Linked DNA regions of Macaca mulatta: regions 1 and 2 are each linked to region 3. A link is a contact called in public Hi-C data. All regions are on one chromosome and are shown on one strand. Each heading gives the region's core, a stretch centred on a gene start, on an enhancer-like site or on the middle of the called end of the contact. The rest is flanking DNA. Distances are from core to core; before and after follow the strand shown.

The links. A called contact is a pair of places that touch in the nucleus more often than the background predicts.
Region 1: a Hi-C map of liver shows a contact between it and region 3, with 3 times the contacts expected there. The contact joins the promoter of MOCS3 here to the promoter of BCAS4 in region 3. A contact is called at or near these places in 3 of 14 Hi-C or Micro-C datasets (CD4 T cells, fetal cortex germinal zone and liver).
Region 2: a contact with region 3 is called in a Hi-C map of cortical neurons, with 5 times the contacts expected there. The contact joins the promoter of ADNP here to the promoter of BCAS4 in region 3. A contact is called at or near these places in 4 of 14 Hi-C or Micro-C datasets (cortical neurons, fetal cortex germinal zone, fetal cortical plate and 1 more).

What each region holds. Positions count from the first base shown.
Region 1 is chr10:103,815,591-103,818,290 of T2T-MMU8v2.0, reverse strand. It overlaps MOCS3 (molybdenum cofactor synthesis 3), which reads right to left and starts at 1,421. Exons shown (of 2, transcript XM_077951991.1): 1 at 13-1,421. The coding sequence starts at 1,396. The coding sequence ends at 14. It overlaps DPM1 (dolichyl-phosphate mannosyltransferase subunit 1, catalytic), which reads left to right and starts at 1,707. Exons shown (of 9, transcript XM_001094366.5): 1 at 1,707-1,876. The coding sequence starts at 1,716.
Region 2 is chr10:103,791,635-103,794,502 of T2T-MMU8v2.0, reverse strand. It overlaps ADNP (activity dependent neuroprotector homeobox), which reads left to right and starts at 1,307. Exons shown (of 5, transcript NM_001266818.2): 1 at 1,307-1,413.
Region 3 is chr10:103,650,782-103,653,481 of T2T-MMU8v2.0, reverse strand. BCAS4 (breast carcinoma amplified sequence 4) reads right to left here and starts at 1,268. Exons shown (of 5, transcript NM_001266471.1): 1 at 1,081-1,268. The coding sequence starts at 1,260.

The DNA.
Region 1 (2,700 bases), core at 172-2,671, 160 kb before region 3:
TATACCAGTCACCTTAGTACTGCGGAAATGTTCCATCGATTTTGGCAGCCCAGGCCATGAGGCCCCCCACCACATCCCGAACTGTTAAAGAGTCTAACTCTTGAGCTGCTGCTAAGGACTGGAGGACCTTCACGGCTTTCTGTGAGTCATTTCCCAGTTTGCAAATCACATAAATGGGGACAGCAGCCTCTTCTTGTGTGCCCTGCTTCCCTTCCCAGATTGCTTCTTTTAAGAGTTTCAGGCTCTCCCCATCCCTGCGTTCCAAATGTTTCAGAGGGATGTGTAGGGCATGAGGCAAACGACAAATGTCCACCTCCACCTGAGGCCTGACGTCCAGCAACAGGTGGGATGCCCCAGAATCCAGAACTCGCTTATAGTCGGTGACAGAAATACGCTCCTCTGGGCTCAGTAACTGCAGGGAGCGGCATTTATCAGTGGCTGAGGAGCCACAGAAGGCTTCATAGTCCAGCAGATCAGTCACAGTGGGCCGTTCCCCGCAAACTGCACAGTCGAGCCTGCGGCTCCGCAGCCGAATACAGCGGAAATGCCCTCGCAGGGCATCAAAGAGCAACAGACTGCCACTGTAAGAGGGGCCCAGACCCGCAGTGATTTTCAGCACTTCCAAGGCCTGCAGGCAGCCCAGGATCCCAGTTACGACACCAAACACCCCGCCGTCCGCGCAGTTGGTCACTGTCTCCGCTGGGGGTGGTTGGGGGAATATGCAGCGATAGCAAGGCCCACCGTCATAATGGTAGACTGTGATTTGGCCCTCGAAGCGCAAGGCACTGGCAGACACGAGGGGCCGACCCGCCAGCACACATGCGTCATTAATCAGGTAGCGAGTGGGCACGTTGTCCGAACAGTCGGCCACCACATCATATCGGCGGACCAGGTCTAGGGCAGTGGCTGGCGTAAGGGCCTGAGTGTACGGCACGCATTCCACTGCCGAATTGAGGCGGCGCAGCGAGGCGGCGGCCGACAAGGCCTTGGCCTGGCCAGCCAGTGCCTCTCCATGCAGCACTTGGCGGGCGAGGTTGCTCATCTCTACCACGTCATAGTCCACAAGGCCAAGGCGACCCACGCCGGCCGCTGCCAAGTACTGCGCCAGTGGACAGCCAAGCCCACCGCAGCCCACGACTAGCACGGACGCGGTCGCCAGGCGCAGCTGTCCGTGCACGCCCAGCTCCGGCAGCACTAGCTGCCGGCTATAGCGCAGAATCTCATCTGGGGAAAGAGTGGCCTTCGGCGGCAGCGGCGACACAGGAACCAGCCGTTCTGGCCGCGGTTCCTGCTCCGCCAAAAGGGCCGACGCCAGTTTCTGCTTCAGGGAATTCAATTCCTCCTCACGTTGCGAAACTTCAGCCTGTAACGCGAGTACCTCCTCCCGGGAAGCCATGGCGACCTCTTCCGGAAGTTGTCGTAAAAGGCATTTCCGCTTCCGGCTTCTGTTTCCTAGCGACTGGGATAAACTAAAAAACTTTATGGAGCTTGGGAAAAGATGATAATAGATATTTACTTCCTGAAGAAATCTTCAGATTAAGCTTTAAAGATGCATAAATCCTGCATATTTGTAATTGAACCACACAATAGCTCTAGAAGAACTAGCGCTCAATCACACAGATCATCCCCCGCTTCCGAATTTGGTACGGTCCGACCCGTCCTTTTCCGCGCCGCATTTACGTAATTCCGCTTCCGGCGTCTGGCTCAGTTCCGCCATGGCCTCCTTGGAAGTCAGACGTAGTCCTCCCATGTCTCGGCGGCAGCTGGAAGTGCGCAGTCCACGACGGGACAAATATTCGGTGCTTTTACCCACCTACAATGAGCGCGAGAACCTGCCACTCATCGTGTGGTTACTGGTGAAAAGCTTCTCCGAGAGGTAGCGCACCAGGTCTCCCTCCCCGAGGAATGAGATGAGCTGGCTTCCCCGGCCCGGGTGTCTGCAGCTGGCTGCGCGAGGCGGCCCTGTCCAACCTTCCTTGCCTCACGCAGGAAGGCCCAGGGATAGGGCCACCCTGTGAGGGAAGCAGAGACAGATGCTTCTTGGGTTTTCTTCGTGTCCTGGGTTCTCATTCCTGCCCTTGGGTTTTGTGAGACCCTCATTTATTATGAAGTACTCGCGTCCCCTGCCTTTTCGTAGAAAGGTTGGCCACTCTTTTACTTGGAAGCGGGGCTGAAAGCGTGACCCCACTCCTCCCTCTAGGCGGTCAGGATCTGCGGCAAGAGCCAGGAGTCCAAGCGAGAGTGTTCACTCTCCACTCCGGTGCCGAGTGCTTATATAAGCATGAGGTTTGGTGTGTGTGGGTTAGGGAGCTATTGCTGGGCACAATAACCTTTCTGGAAAGGAGAGAGCAGAAGGGCATCTTCGCTGATCACTGGTGGATGTTTGGTGTGATTGTTAGAACCGGGATGGGGGGTGGGTGGAGTTCGAATTTGGAAGTGTGTTAATGCAGTGTTTTTAAAAACTGCAAAAAATCCTGGAGTCAGTACGGAGTAACTTGTTTTACGATTGCACAAATGGGATCATGCTGTGAAATCTTTGAATACTTTTTTTCATATTAATATATCGAAACATAGCAAATTACTTTGGAAGTTAGGTAACATTCCATATGGCTGTGTTATTTAACCAGGTCATGGCAATGAGCTGGATTATTTCCAGCAGCTTTAGGTTGTTTTTGTTTTTTGACTTTTGCTTTGCAAATA
Region 2 (2,868 bases), core at 58-2,557, 140 kb before region 3:
AGTTTCACCAGTTGGGTGGCCTCAAGGCACTAGGATTCCTTTTTTTTTTTTTTTTAATTCAGGTCAAAGAGAAGAGTCCATCCTGTGACTGGGAAGAATGTCAAGTCACAGGGTAACGGCGGACCTTAATAAAATCTCGGCCCCTCTGCACCGAATACCCCACTAGGAAGGGCTAAGGCATCCATGGGGTTGTGTCTCATCTCCAGTCGCTGTGTGAAGCACGAGGCCCTCACACCTCATTTAAGGAAGGAGGCGTCAGGGGCGACCGGCCAGGTGTCCCGGCGCCTTCCCGCCGCTTCTCAGCCGTGGAAGCGCGGGCATCTGAGCACGTGGAGCCGCCCCAGGCCGCCCCGCACACCCCTCCCGCCAGATGTAGTCCAGGCCCAGCTGGGCCCGCGCAGGGATCCCCAGCACGGCCACCTGACTGAGTGCTGGGCGTGCTGCGGCCCGCTGCTTCTGCCTCCGCCGCCGGCGCTGCGGCCAGAGGAAGGCGCCCGCCAAGCACACGGGCCCCGGGAGCGCACTGCGGCCATTATCTGCGGCGCCTCCTAGTGGGTCAATGGCAAATCCGCCTGGTTCTCGCGAGAGCTCCCCCCTTCAGTGGGGATTATATAATTTCCCTCAGGCGGGGGTGGGGGTGCTGGGAGCACACTCCCTGAGGAAAAGTTAGGTGCAAGCACAGGTGGGAGTGAGAGGAACCCCCCCCCGGGGAGAAAGGGGTTGGGGTGCTGTCTCCACTGCCCCCCCTACTTAGCTGGACAATGAGTCCTCTTATGCTAATGAGGTACTTACGTCACTTCCGCTCTTTCTCGGCCGCCATTTTGGCTAGGGCAGGTTCGGGGACTCGGTCCGAGGCGCTTGTATTGTCTGCTGAGGGGAGACGCGGGATCAGCCCCCTCCCCCGCCCGTTGCCGCCGCCGCCGCCGCCGGCCCGGTCTCCCCTCCGCCGCCCGCCGGGATCCATGAGCTGAACTCCCGCCCCCCCGGCCGCCGCCATCTTGTGCCCCCTCCCCCTCCCGCAGGCAGCGCTAAGGGGGATTTTGGCGTCTTCTCAGACACAGCTCCCTCTCTCGGTCCCCGCTGCTGAGGAGCGAGAGGAGCGCGGCCGCCGCCGCCCGCGCCGGTGAAGCCGCCTCTCCCACACCCTCCGTCTCCTCCCTCCGCCCCTCCTTTGTCTGCACCGCTCGACGACGCCGCCGCCGCCCGCCGCTCTGCTGCGCCCGCCGCGCCCCCCGGCAGCACCCGCGGCCGCGGCGCGAGCCGGAGTCCGCCGAGCCGGAGCGCGACGAGGCCCCGGGCGCGCCCTCCCCGCTGTCGCCACCGCTGTGCCGCCGCCATCCGCCCGCCGCCGCCGCCGCCGCTGTCCGGCCCCCGAGCACGCCGGCCCCGCGCGCGCCTCGAGGCCGAGTCAAGGTAAGCCCGGCGCCGCCGCGCGCGGACCCGCGGCCCTGCCCTGCCTCCCGACCCCGGCCCGCGCGGCCGCCAGCCCAGCCCGGCCCCGGGCGCGGGCGCATTGTTGTTCGCATCGCCGCCCTCCAGCCGCACACACGCTCCTTTGCACACCCCGGCGCGGACCGGTCGCCCGTCCCGGCACGGACCGCTACCCGACTCTGCTCTGGAGGTCCAGGCGCCTCCTCCTGCAGCCCGACCCCCTTCTCCGCTCCGTGAGCCCACCGAGGCCAGCAGCCTGCCTGGCCGCCGGGAGCTTTTGCAGCTAAGGGCATCTCCCCCACCCCGCCCCCAGCCAGAACCGAGCTTCTCCCATCCCTGGAACTAATCCTGTCCGCCCCCCACCCCCAAAAGGAGCCCCCCCACGCACACCCCCATGCCTGGAACGAGCCTTCTGCCAGGTCTGCCCACCCTTACCTGGGGGAGGGGGGACGGGGTTGGGGGGGGCGGGGAGCATGCATGGCATGGAGTGAAAGTCTTTGCCTCCCCTGTGCAATCCTTCCTCCCCAACCTGCCAGCTTCCCTCCTATCCTGACCACAGTTCACCACCATCCCTTTTCCCCAGTCTCAGCTGCCTGGTCAGCACCTCTTTCGAACATTCTGAGCCCCAACTTTGCAGTAAGATGGTAGAAAATGGAAATCCAGAGAGCTGCAAAAAGATCTTCTTTTAATGTAATGAATGGGGAGTAGTTTTTGTGAACACCCTCGTATTCACCTCTTCTTTCCTCTGGGCGGCCTGCCTGCCTTCCCCTCCCCCCCAACCTTGATCCCTGTCTGCTGGAAAAGGCGCGATTGCTTCTCTTCCTCTTCTGCCCAAGACCAAGACTGTAGGTCTGATATCCTTTTTAGCCACACACACCCCCCACACACCCACGAGTCTTCTTAATCTTCTTGCATTTACCAGTTCCTCTGGACACTTCTTGCCATAACCCCATTTCACAGACAAAGGCTTAGGAGGGAAAAAGAAACAAACTGTTTCAGTGTTTGCCATGTTAATGATGTCCATCCCCACACACCCAGTTCCCATCCCTGATGCTTCTTGTGCCTGTATCTTGAACCTTCAGAATGAAAAAAAAAAAAAATCTCTTGGATAGCTTGATACAGTTTCTTTAGAAATCTGCATTGTTGCTTCTGGTTTATGGCCATGGAGAAAATACCAGCCCCCACCCAAAATGCACCGCAGCCAAGTCGGCTAAAGGCGATGAGTGTTGGAGTCAGTAGGGGGCGCATTCTCTGCACTGGGTAAGGCTGCAGAGGGGGGAAGGGCCCCCGAGCTAGAACAGGATGTGCTTCACAGCGCCTTCTACAGACCATGGGAAAATGGGCCCAGCAAGACACACTCGCACTCTTAGTTGGTGAGCTGACAGCAACATGGCGAAGGATTAAGTGAGTCAAGAGCAGTGATTTTACTTCTTTTAA
Region 3 (2,700 bases), core at 19-2,518:
AGGAGAGACAGGGTTTCGCCATGTTGGTCAGGCTGGTCTCGAACTCCAGACCTCAGGTGATCCACCTGCCTCGGCCTCCCAATAGTGCTGGGATTACAGGCGTGAGCCACCACGCCTGGTGAAATAGATTTTTTTTTTTTTTTTTTTTAACATGTCTCACTCTGTCGCCCAGGCTGGAGTGCAGTGGCATGATCAAGCCTCACTGCAGCCTCAGTCTTCCCCGTCCCCCATCCCCATCCCAAGCAATCCTCCTTCCTCAGCCTCCCAGAATGCTGGGACCACTGGCGCAAGCCAATGCTCCGCCTAGACAGATACAGATATATAGATATCTACATTTGTAAAGGCATTTTAAATGTCCGGAATGATTTATACCAAACTGTTAATGCTGGTTTTCTAAGAAAACTAGAACTGGGATGGGAGAGAAAAGAGAAAGGGGTGCATAGCCTTTATTTTAAATACTCCTGTACTGCTTTTGTGGTTTAAAAAGAGAATGGGTTGAATTTCTGGCCGTAAATAACTCCTAGTGAACTCGGGTAAATAACTTTTTCACAGCACCGTCGACAGATGCCTCCAGCCGGAAGGTAGAGGGTCTCGTTTTAGATCTGCTTTTCACTTGGTGCTTTTAAAATAGAAAGCGCAGACAGAGGCGTGGTGTTTTCGCTCCGAGCTGCAGCCTCGCAGCGCGGCCTCAGGACTCCCCGCACAGCCGCAGCCTGCGGCGCCGCTCGGCTGGGGCACCGCGCTCGGAGGTAGCCGGGGCAGGGGCGGTCCCGCGGTCTGCCTCTCCCAGGGCCGGCCTGGCAAAGGGCGGCGCCTCGGGACCCGGCGGATGCTGGGGTACCTGGGTGGGGAGGGAAAGCGAGCCTGGGCCTCCGGGGCCCGGTGTCGCCCGGAGCAGGGAGCAGAGGCGACCCGCTGCGCATCTCTGGGTGGCGCCCCGCAGCCACAGTTCAGGAAGGGGGGAATCCCCGGGCCCCCCATTCCGGGAGCTAGAGGATGCTCCGGGGAAGCCGAGGATCCGGAGCCCGGACCCCCAACCGCGAGAACCCTCTCCTCCAACTCCACAGCCCCGTCCCCTACCTCGGCCCCAGGCTCGGGGGTCAGGAAGAGCGCGAGCTCCCGCGCTCCGCTGCGCACGGGCTCCGGCCGATCGGCGTTCACGAGCAGCATCAGGAGGGCGGCGGAGTCGGGTTGGCGGAGGCTGCCTGGGAGCCCGTGGTTGCGCCCGGGCCTCGGAGCCCCGCCCCCGGTCCGCTGCATGCTCCGCGGCCCGCCTGGCGGAGGCGGGGCAGGTGCGCTCCCGGCGGTCGCGGCTCTCAGCTCCAGGAGCGCCGGGCCGAGCGGGCAGCGCCACCCAGTGGCGAGCGGCGCGCGCTGCGCCCGCCCCCGCAGCACCTGGACACCAGTGCTTTGCAAACTCGCTTGCAGATGGCAGTCACCTGGAGCTCTTTTAGAATTTCCCAAGCCCGGACCACACCGTATCTGGGTTGGGACCTGGGTATCAGGATCTTTTGATGTTTGGTAGGTGGTTCCAATCAGATTGTTGACCGAAAGCTAAATTTGAGAGCTATTGGGGCAAGCCACCCCTCCTCTTCGGAATCCCGGTAGAGTACGGGCTCCCGGCCCCCGCGGTACAATAGAATCCCCGGGGAGCTTTTAAAAGGCCGGAAGCCAGGCCTCGCACCAGGCCGATTAAATCGGAATCCTTCGGAGTGGGGCTTAGGCATCGGTAGTTTCTAAAGCTCCCCGGGTGATTCTAACGGGCGTCCGGGTTAGAGAGGCGCTATCTTAGAGGAAGCCCAAAGCCTCCCGCTCCCCTCTCGTTCCCATCCTGCTAAAGCATCTAGTTTGCATCGGGCGGAGGGTCCTGGAGTTGAGGGAAGGCCGAGTGTGACGGTCCTCGTCTTCCTCTTCTGTGCAGCTTTTAAATAAGCTTCACCAGGAAACTATTGAGCGCACTAAATTTGACAGCCGCCCCCCACTCCCTCCACGCTCTCGGAGGCTGGCCTAGATAGACCCTTTACAGCCCTGGGGCTGAAGAGAGCGAGGTGCGCCCCATCCCCCACCCCAGCAGTGCTAACGAGGAAAGTACTAAAAGGCAAATAGGTACAAGAAAGGTCTGAAGTTTAAATTTTTCGTTTGATGACTTTGATTTTTATTTTTAATTATTATTATTATTATTTTTTTGGAGACGGACTCGCTCTGTCGCCCAGGCTGGAGTGCGCGATTTCGGCTCACTGCAACCTCCACCTCCTGGGTTCAAGCAATTCTCCCCCTCCCTCAGCCTTCCGAGTAGCTGGGATTACAGGCCCATGTCACTATGTCTGGCTAATTTTTGTATTTTTTAGTAGAGACGGGGTTTCGCCATATTGGCCAGGCTGGTCTCAAACTCCTGACCTCAGGTGAGCCACCTGCCTCGGCCTCCCAAAGTGCTGGGATTACAGACGTGAGCCACCACCCCCGGACTGCTGACTTTTCTTTAAATGTTAAATCGCCTTAAAAAAAAAAAAAAAAAAAAAAAAAGGAAAAAGAAAAAAAAAATTAAAATTGCAGGGTGTGGTGGTGCGCAACTGTAGTCCTAGCTAGTGGGGAGGCAGATGCAGGAGGATTGTTTGAGGCCAGGAGTTCTTGGATACAGCGAACTCCGATCGCACCACTGCACTCCAGCCTGCGTGACACAGTGAAAGCCTGTCTTTTGTT